2 separate regions of the Muntiacus reevesi genome follow, and region 2 is linked to region 1. A link is a contact called in public Hi-C data. All regions are on one chromosome and are shown on one strand. The core of a region is the stretch at or near the end of the contact, and the rest is flanking DNA. Distances in the headings are between cores, read along the strand shown.

Region 1 (4,865 bases), core at 1,850-4,349:
GAGAAGGTCAATGTAAACAGAGATGGACATTCTAAGAACAAAGAAATGCTCCAAATCAAAAACACTTAACAGAAAAGAAGGAGCCTTTGATGAACTCATTATTAGACTGGACACAGCTGAAAAAAGCATCTTTGAACTTGAGATATGTCAGAAGAAACTTCCAAGATGGAAAAACAAAAAGGAAAAAAGACTGAAAAAAGAAAAGAACAGAATATTTAAGAACTGTGGGACAACTACAAAAGACATGTGTATAATGGGAATACTAGAAATGAAAGAAAGGAACAGAAGTAATATTTGAAGCAATAGATACTGAGAAATTTCCCAAAGTAGTGACAGACAAGATTTGGGAATCTCAACGGACACCAAGCAAGATAAATGCAAAGGCTACCCCTAGGCATATCATATTCACAATTAGAAAATCAAACAAAAATCTTGAAAGAAGTCAGAGGGAAAAAAATTACCTTTCCTATAGATGAAAAGAAACTTAAATCTGACTTATCTTCAGAAGTCATTCAGGCAAGTAGAGAGTGGAGTGAAATATTTAAAGTGCTGAGAAAGAAAACATGCCCCTAGAATTCTGTACCCCATGAAATTACTCTTCAAAAGTGAAGGCGAAATATTTGGGGGTGGGGCGCACAGCATGGCATGCAGGATTCTTAGTTCTCTGACCAGGGATAGAACAAGCGCCCCCAGCATTGGAAGCGTGGAGTCCTAACCACCAGACTGCTAGGGAATCTCCTGCAAAGACTTTCTTTGACAAAAAAAAATTTGAGCTTTTACCTCGTTGCAGCCGAGAAAGCAACATGGGTCACCAGCAGCTCTACTGGAGCCATCCGAGAAAATTCGGCCAGGGTTCTCGCTCTTGCCGGGTCTGCTCAAACCGGCATGGTCTGATCCGGAAATACGGCCTCAATATGTGCCGCCAGTGTTTCCGCCAGTATGCTAAGGTCATCGGCTTCATTAAGTTGGACTAACTGAACTTCCTTAGATGGCTCATCCAGCACATCAACTTTAGGTGGAAATAATACTAGCTCTTTGTATATAAAATAAAAGTTTTCAAAACTTCAAAAAAAAAAAAAAATTTGAGGGAAATGGTTGCTAGTAGATCTGTCTTGCAAGAAATAGTAAAAGAAGTTCTTCAGAGAGAAGGCAAACAATGTATCAATAGATCATATACTTGGAAAAGAAAGGAAGAGCATCGGAGAAAAAATAAGTGAAAATGCTCATTTTTTATTTTTTTAGGCCACATTGTGTGGCCTGTGGGATCTTAGTGCCCCGACTAAGGATGGAACCTGTGCCCCCTGCATTGGAAGCACAGTGTCTTAACCACTAGACCTGGGGGAGTCCCAAATAAGTTAAAGTAAAATTAAAATTTGTATTTTTCTTGGTAGGTAGTTGTTCAAAATAATATGTTCAACTATGTATGCTTATGTATACTTTAGTATACATATCAAAGAGCCTCTTGATGAGGGTGAAAGAGGAGAGTGAAAAACTGGCTTAAAACTCAACATTGAAAAAACTAAGATCATGGCATCTGGGCCTGTCCCTAGTGTTTTTTGCTCAGCCGTGTCTCTTTGTGACTCCATAGACACTGGACCTCCAGATCCTTTGTCCATGGAATTCACCAGGCAAGAATACTGGAGTGGGTTGCCATTTCCTTCTCCAGGGGATCCTCCCAACCCAGGAATTGAACCTGGATCTTCCGCATTGCAGGCAGATTTTTTTTTTTTTTTTATACCATCTGAGCCACCAGGGAAGCCTCCACTTCATGGCAAATATAAGGGGAAAAAGTAGAAGCAGTGACAGATTTTATTTTCTTCACTGCAGATGGTGACTGCAGCCGTCGGTTGTTTTTTGGAAGGAAAGCTATGACAAACCTAGACAGCATATTAAAAAGCAAAGACATCACTTTGCCAACAAGATCCGTATAGTCAAATATTTGGTTTTTCCAACAGTCGTGTTCAGCTGTGAGAGCTGGACCATAAAAGCGGCGGAGCATCGAAGAATTGATGCTTTCAAACTGTGCTGTTGGAGAAGATTGAGAGCCCCTTGGATAGCAAGGAGATCTACCCAGTCAATCCTAAAGGAAACCAGACCTAAATACTCCTTGGAAGGGCTGATGCTGAAGCTGAAAGGACGCTCCAATACTTGCGTCAGCTGATGTGAAGAGCGGACCCATTAGAAAAGACCCTGACGCTGGGAAAGATCCAGGGCAGGAGAAAGGGGCGACAGAGGGTGAGTTGGATGGATGGTGTCACTGACTCAATGGACATGAGTTTGAGCAAACTCCAGGAGATGGTAAAGGACAGGAAACCTGGCAGTGCTACAGTGCATGGGGTCGCTAAGTCAGACACGACTCGGCGATTCAACAACAGCTACTACCAATCGCATGCGTCTTCCCCTCTCCTTAACCCCCTCCAACCCCGTCCCGCGCAAAGTTACCGACCTCTCTATCTCTAGTGAATGCTGCCGTTTTCCTACTGTTTCCTTTCTTGTAAGAGCAAAACCCTTTTGAAGCCTTCAGTAGTTTTGCATTTGACACTCAGCGACAGCGAAAGTCTGGCACGGGGCTTTGGCGCAAACACGATTAAAGGAAAGGATTTTGGGGCGGGGGATGTGGGAGCAGGTGTATGTTCTCACGACACACTCCCCCGACCAATCCCCTTTTTTAACAAAAATAAGTCAAAATGAAACCCCCTTCAGTTATCACCGTAGGGTTCCCTGCCCTCAGATGACTCCCGGAAATGACGCCGACAGCTCTACGCTCAGTCTGCCAGTCTGCAGCAGAGGCGGGCGGTGGACGTAAGCACGTCTGTCCTGCAACTCGTCCAGCTCGGGGAAGTCTGGAGAGCTCCGCCGGGGACCGCGGCCGGGGCTTCTGGAGCCGGGCCGACTGAGCCTGCGCAGGTATGCAGGGGCGAGGCGCCAGATAATCCCGCCCCTTCCAGCCTTTGCGGCCAATGAGCAGCTAGTGACCCGGGGCGGGTAAAGCCTTAAGGGCCGGAGTGATTAGCCGAAAGGGCAGTCCCGCCCCTGGCCCCTCCCAGCCCTCGCGCCCCGCCTCGACCCGTCACCGCCCCGCCTCCCTCTCCCGCCCGCCCGCCTGGCTACGGGGTGACACGGGGTTTGGCTTGGGAAGGGGGCGAGGGAAGCGAGTGAGACGGCGGCTTGGCGGCGGCGGCGGCGGCGGCACAGTCCCCCCAAAGTGAGCGCGGTGATGGGTAGCGGGTCATAGGAAGCGAGGGCCGCGTGGCAGAAGTGGGGGGGCCCGGGTGCTTGGTGGCGAACGCGCGCTAGAGTGAGGGGCGGCCGTGAGGGGGCGAGGTTGACCGGGGCGTGTCCCGGTGCGGTCGGGAGGGCGTGGATAGCGGGTCGGGGGACGCCCAGCTCTTCTTGTCTCCTCTCCAAATCTCTTGGCAGCTTGGCACAGATAAGTTTGCCTCCCTTTCGGTTGTCTGGGCTGCGAGGTGGAAATTTAAAGATCCCCCAAACACTTGGAGCCTTTCCCAGGGTGTTTTCCTGACTGGTGCGTTTGTGATCCTTTCTTCTTACTGGGTGGAGAGGTGGAGAGGCTAGGTGGGCTGGTCGACGTTTACTGTCTGAGGATTGTTCAAACAAACAGACCAGGAATTCTTCACCCTCCTCCCCACGCCCTGCCCTGCAACACAACAGCAAACATTCCCAACAAGTTTTAAGAAGCCGACTGTAAAATTCTGAGGGATTCTATGTCTGCAATGTGTTAGTAGTAAGTTGTGCTCTTTCTTAAGTTTATAGCAAGTCTATGAGTGGCATTTTTGCTGCTTATTATCATTGGACAAATTCTTTGTTATGAGTACTCATCTTTGAGTTCTAGGGGATTCTGACTTTATGTTGATATGAAATACTGCATTAGTTGTGATGTTTTCCTGAAACAAGTTTCTGTGAAATTCAGTCAGTTGTAAAAGCTTAGCCTGTTGTTCGTGGACGTGATGTAGATAAATTTCTAGTTCTGATAAACCTGCAGTTAACTATTATAGCCTCTTTTTAAAGCAAATCCTTGCATGTTTTTCTCTTTCACAGATTTTTATAATTATCCAGCGACCACCGATGATGATAGGTTGGAGAAACTGCTGAAACTGAATTTTATTGACCAGAAGGGAGTCCATTTGTTCCACTTCTTTTTGTTTTCCTTACTGCTTTGAGCTTTACTGTAACGGCTGAAAAACTTGGAAAATAAAATGAACACTCTATGGTCTTGAACTTTTTTTTTTTTTTGAGGAAAAATTAAAGTGCCAGAGTGAAAGGCAGAATGGCATCTAGAGAGAGACTCTTTGAACTTTGGATGCTTTATTGTGCAAAGGTAACTGCTTTCCTTTTTTACTTCTAATTTTAAAATACTTTGTTATAAAATTTTGTGACTTGCCTTATCAGCAGTTTATTTAATGGATAATGGCATATTTATTCTCAGTATTGACTTTAAGAACACGGAATTTTCTTTTTTTCCACTTTATTAGATTTGAACACAAACACAGTATTGGCATGCTATTAAAAACTGTAGGGTGTGGTTTTAATTTGTCTTCAGTAATCCTGAAATTATATAAGTAGAATTATAACCTTTGAGAAAAATAAAATATTTGTACTTTTGTTTGTGCTAGTTTTTCCTCCCACACTTCGGAGTAAGGATAGGGATATTGTTATGAGAAGAGAATTAAGCATTTTTCTCATAATTAACCTCTTAAAAGATTATTGTATAAAAAGGCTATTGATTTGAAGTGGTTACCGTAAGCTTGCCCTGATGTTAGCACCATTGTCTCCCTTGATCCTCACAACAGTCTTGGGAAATGTGTATTGTAATTACCCACTCCCCCCGCCCCCTGCCTTTGTTT
Region 2 (5,233 bases), core at 1,465-3,964, 240 kb before region 1:
GAGTCTCTATTTCTGCCTTGCAAATAGGTTCATCAGTACATTTTTCTAGATTCCAAATATATGTGTTAATGTATGATATTTGTTTTTCTCTTTCTGACTTACTTTACTCTGTATATCAAGTAGTTTATCCACCTCTCCAGAACTGACTCGAATTCTTAGTTCCATCTTTTAATGAGACTATTTCTTGAAATACTCCTTAAAAATGACATCTTAAGTACCCAAGAGTTTTGTCAATTTTGGAACAGATGAATGGATAAAGATTTGGTGTATACAATGCAATATTGCTCAGTCATTAAAAAGAATGAAATAATGCCATTTGTAGCAACATGGATGGACCCAGAGATCATCATTCTAAGTGAAGTCAGTCAGAAAGACAAATACCATATGATACCACTTTGTGTAGAATGTAAAATATGACACAAGGGAACACACCTACAGAACAGAAACAGACTCACAGATGTACAGAACAGACTTGTGGTTCCCAAGGGGGCAGAGAGGTGGGAGAGGATGGATTGGGAATTTGGGATCAGCAGATGCAAACTATTACATATAGGATGGATAAACAGCAAGGTCTTACTGTATAACACAGGGAACTCTATTCAATATCCTGTGATACACCATCATGGAAAAGAACATGAAAAAGAATACACACACACACACACACATAACTGAGTCATTTTGTTGTACAGCAGAAATTAATACAACATTGTAAATCAACAAAACTTAAGTAAAATTTTTTTAAAAGGAATTGATCAGGAAGTCTAAGACATTAGGGCTGTGGAACTCCCTCAGTTTAACTCAATGAATATGTACTGGGTTACTACTTTTCTTCCTGATAGTTCAGTTGGTAAAGAATCCGCCTGCAATGCAGGAGACTCTGGTTCAATTCCTGGGTCAGGAAGATCTGCTAGAGAAGAGATAGGCTACCCACTTCAATATTCTTGGGCTTCCCTTGTGGCTCAACTGGTAAAGAATCCGCCTGCAATGTAGAAGACCTAGGTTCCATCCCTGGGTTAGGAGGATACCCTGGAGAAGGAAAAGACTACCCTCTCCAGTATTCTGGCCTGGAGAATTCCATGGACTGTATAGTCCAGCGTTTGCAAAGAGTCGGACACAACTGAGCGAGCTTCACTTTACTACTCTGCACAGGACACAGTGCCAGATACAGCTTCTAGGGTAGCCTTGTGGTTTATCTTCTCTCTTACTCATTATTTTAAGACTAGCTTTAACTGTCTGCATGGATGTTTGCAACTTCCTTCTCCTTGTCTAGGGAGAAGTTGCTTTTGTCTTCATTCCAGGTTATGGGGATGAGTAGTGACTTAGGTCTATCTAGAGCACCAGCCAAATTAAGAAGGTCCTGGAATTAAGGCCTGGGGCCTTTCTTTCTGATAGGGAAGAGAGGAGGAATGTGTGATAAGGAGAGACAAGGGCCTCTGAATCACATGGAGACTCAAAAGTACTGAGTACTTTGTATGCACCATACACTCAGTTAACTCTTGGTTGAAAATCACAATTGTATGAAGGAGATGGTATTGTTTAACTGAATTTTACAGATAAAGGATAAGCGGCTGGTGAGTTATCTGAGCCACAGAGTCTGTTGTGGATCTGGAATATAAATCTCTCTTCTAGGTCCTCAAGGGCTCTCCGCCACAGTGTATAGGACTCAGCAGAATTTCAGGTCCAGAGCAAATCACACTGGGCTCTCCACTCCCATATTTTTAGAGGATGAAATCTGTCTAGAATTTTTATCTAATAAAGTAGTAAAGGGAAAACAGGTCATGGACAGAGAGTTTATAGCTTGGAAAATGAGTGTGTGGGGTATGGGTTCACTTTTTTGTCTTGATAAAGAGCCTTCCAGGTTATTTGAGAACTAGTGTCACTGATTTCTTGCCCATTCTACAAAGACCTGTTTTCTCCACTAGACAAAAATATGAATGGCTGGTCCACTTCTGTCTCAAATAATGACTGTGAGGATAAAATAGGCCCTTTGAAAACTATGGCACTTAACAAACTTGTAAGGCAACAATCATCTTTCCAAGGTATCGGGAAACTCGGAAGTGGCTGATTGAAATAAATTCTTGATTACTTGAGATACAGGAGATGTACCAACAACATTTGGTCACTGGACTTTGTTGATACAATCTAAAACGGCATTCTAACCAGCAGTTTTAATCTTTCTAAGGTTTGGCTCTCTACAGAGCTTAAAAAAAAGAGAGACAAGGTGTAAAATACCAGTAACATTAATTAAATTTCTTTTCCTTTGAGCCCTTTCCCGACGTTGATGGAATTAGGACAGAACAAAAAGATCAAGGGGAAAAAAAAGCCAGAAAGAGACTCAGGAACACAGACTGTGCCAGTAAATACTGAGTTAAGGAAATGAGTTTGGGGGAAAAGACTTGAGACATCCCTGGCGACCGCTCTGGTTCGGGGGCAATCCCTTTGGCAATATTCCAGAATCTGAGTCCCCAGGGCTCCCCCCAGTGGGAAGGGAAAGATGCGCGTGGCCAGGCGCGCGCGCACGCGTGTACACTCACGTGTACACTCACACGCGCGCGCGCGCACACACTACACATACACACAGCCTGTTTCCTCCACTCCCCCTCCCCCCGGGGGGGCGGGTCTCTTTCTCTTTAAAGAGCAGACGGTCTCCGCGCAAACCCAGGTTCTCTAAGGCCCGGGGGCCCGGGACCCGAGCTCCTCGCAGCCAATGGGCGCGGTGGAGCGGCTCGAGCGCGGCTGACGCTGCACCAATGGGCGCTCGCGGGGGGCGGGGGCAGCGAAGGAGACACTATTGTTGATGAGGAGGAGCAGCGGCGGCGACGGCTGCACCACCTCGTTGCTGCCGGCCGCGGCCCGGGCGCCCCCAGCACCCCAGACTCCGGCTTCGTCACCCCGTCGCGGAGGCCTTCCCTCCAGCCTCGAGAATCCTCCCCCTGCCTTCTAACAACAAAACCACCCCACGTCTCGCCCAGTCACCGGGGAGGGGGGACCATGTCCCAGCGGGTGAGGCGCAATGGGTCCCCCACGCCGGCCGGCTCCCTCGGGGGCAGTGCGGTCGCCACGGCCGGGGGATCCGGGAGCCGCCTGCAGCCCATGAGGGCGACGGTTCCGTTCCAGCTGAAGCAGCAGCAGCAACATGGCAGCCCCACGCGGAGCAACGGCGGCGGCGGCGGCGGCAACAACAACGGCGGCTGCTGTGGTGGCGCCTCAGGCCCCTCAGGCGGCGGCGGCAGCGGCGGGGCCCCGCGCACCGCCTCGCGCAGCACGAGCCCCACGCGGGGCGGCGGGAGTGCGGCCGCGCGCACCAGCCCCACGGTGGCCACGCAGACGGGCGCGTCCGCGACGTCCACGCGAGGCACCAGCCCCACGCGCGCCGCCGCGCCCGGGGCCCGCGGAAGCCCCACACGGCCGCCGCCGCCGCCGCCGCTGCTGGGAACCGTGTCGTCGCCCTGCTCGTCGCCCACCCACCTGTGGACTGGAGAGGTGAGCGCGGCCCCACCCCCAGCCCGCGTCCGGCACCGGAGGAGGTCCCCGGAGCACAGCCGAAGCTCCCCGGAGAGGAGGAGCCCGAGCGCCCCGGTTTGCAAAGCAGGTACGTGCTGGGGGCTGCGCGAGGAGGGAAAGGCGGCGGCGGGAAGGGGTCCGGGGCGCGCGCCGCTACCGCGCGGGGACTGCGGCGCTACCGCGGTGCCGGGGTGGCCGTGGGCGGGGCTGGGGCGGGGCCCTGGGCGGTGCGGCCCCGCCTTCCCCGGGCCGGCCCCGCGTCCCCTCCGCCCCTCCCGGGCCGCCTCATTCATCCCTCGGTCAGCCTTGAGTTGGTGCCGGTCCGTGGAGGTGCAGCCGCTAAGCTTGTGCCTAGGCAAATGTGTTAATGATAAACCTGGGATTCTGGCCGCCCGCTGGTTATTGCTTACCCTCCCTTGGGAGTGAGGCTAAGGGTAATTTGTCACTTTAGTGACATGGTTAATGTTAGTATAGTACATGTTTGTTGCTAAGCGTTTCTCTTTCACAGAACGGTGTCAGATTTGGGGAACTTGAGGGCACTAGCATAGCAGGTCTCGTTGGGTCCCTGAAGAGACGTGAGGCTGGGAGTGTGTTAGCATTCCCTAAGACTAAGTGGTTAGCAAGAAGTGAGAAGTAAGTTTAGCAAGATTCCTTTGGGAGGTTTATGGGCTTTGAGGGTCTGGTATATTTCTGAGACACTGATTTTGTGTTTAGGATATAAAACCATTTTTTAAAAAAGAACAAGACCAAAAGGTTTGTCTCCTTGTTGTTATTTTAGGGACCTAAAAATTGTTTTTCTCTAGACCTGGGAGCTTTTTTGGGAAAGGTCCTGAATGGAGCTGTTGAATTCCTCAGGAGTCATTCAAGAGAAATTCAGACTGTAGAAATTGAAAGAGATAATATTTATCATCTGGCTGTCTTTGTAGAATCTCCTGAAAAGAGGAATGTGTGGTTTCTAGCTTGTGTTTTTAATACTGCCAGCATCTACCGTTGTCTTACCCTGTTTGGGAAACTTCTCTTAGAATTTTTAGGCAGAATGGCTGGATATTTCAGGAAACTTGGTACAGTACTTCCTAACCAAATAAAAATGATAACGAAGTGGTTTCAAGGATTCATTCAGAATTGCAGGGAATGGGGTGAATCTTTTCTACCATTTATTTCATCAAAGATTTTAGATGGTGGATACTTTGAGGGGAGAGAATTGCCCTGAAAAATGATTGATACTGTTTTCTGACTAAAACAGGAGTACTGTTTGAAACCTTTCAAACATGCAAAATGCTTTTTTTTAAACATTGTTGAAAAAAAAATCTCTCTCCCTCAAATAATAGCTCTTACTTATTGAGCTCCTACTTACTGAATGACTTACCTCCTGGATCTTACTTTAACTGTCACAGGAGATTTTGGAGAGCAGGCAGTGGAGTGGATATTTAAACTCTGATGGGTGGTACTCCAAAACCGTGTCTTTTACATTGTATCAAGGAGGAAGCTTCATGGTGTGTAAGATAGTACTGGGGACATATATAGCACCCCAAGAATGACATGTGCTTAGCTTTCCAAGCAACTCTTAGAGTTATCTGGTGAACATAATTGCTTGAGTTTGCCTTCAACCTTCTGGAGCCGGCATAATGTGGCAGGTGGAAGGAAAGGAGAGCTACTTAGGTAGGCAGTTAAGATGGAGGAAGCCAGTGGTGATCTGATGGTCTGATAACAACATCTGACTACTCTCTCA

Evidence for each region. A called contact is a pair of places that touch in the nucleus more often than the background predicts.
Region 2: a Hi-C map of blood shows a contact between it and region 1, with 3 times the contacts expected there. The contact joins the promoter of FAM117B here to the promoter of NBEAL1 in region 1. A contact is called at or near these places in 2 of 3 Hi-C or Micro-C datasets (blood and muscle).

Annotation. Positions count from the first base shown.
Region 1 is chr3:144,560,347-144,565,211 of mMunRee1.1, reverse strand. NBEAL1 (neurobeachin like 1) reads left to right here and starts at 3,099. Exons shown (of 56, transcript XM_065930782.1): 1 at 3,099-3,205; 2 at 4,060-4,339. The coding sequence starts at 4,289. LOC136163255 (small ribosomal subunit protein uS14-like) reads left to right here and starts at 779. Exons shown (of 1, transcript XM_065927697.1): 1 at 779-1,056. The coding sequence starts at 804. The coding sequence ends at 974.
Region 2 is chr3:144,800,815-144,806,047 of mMunRee1.1, reverse strand. FAM117B (family with sequence similarity 117 member B) reads left to right here and starts at 2,714. Exons shown (of 8, transcript XM_065930800.1): 1 at 2,714-3,592. The coding sequence starts at 2,992.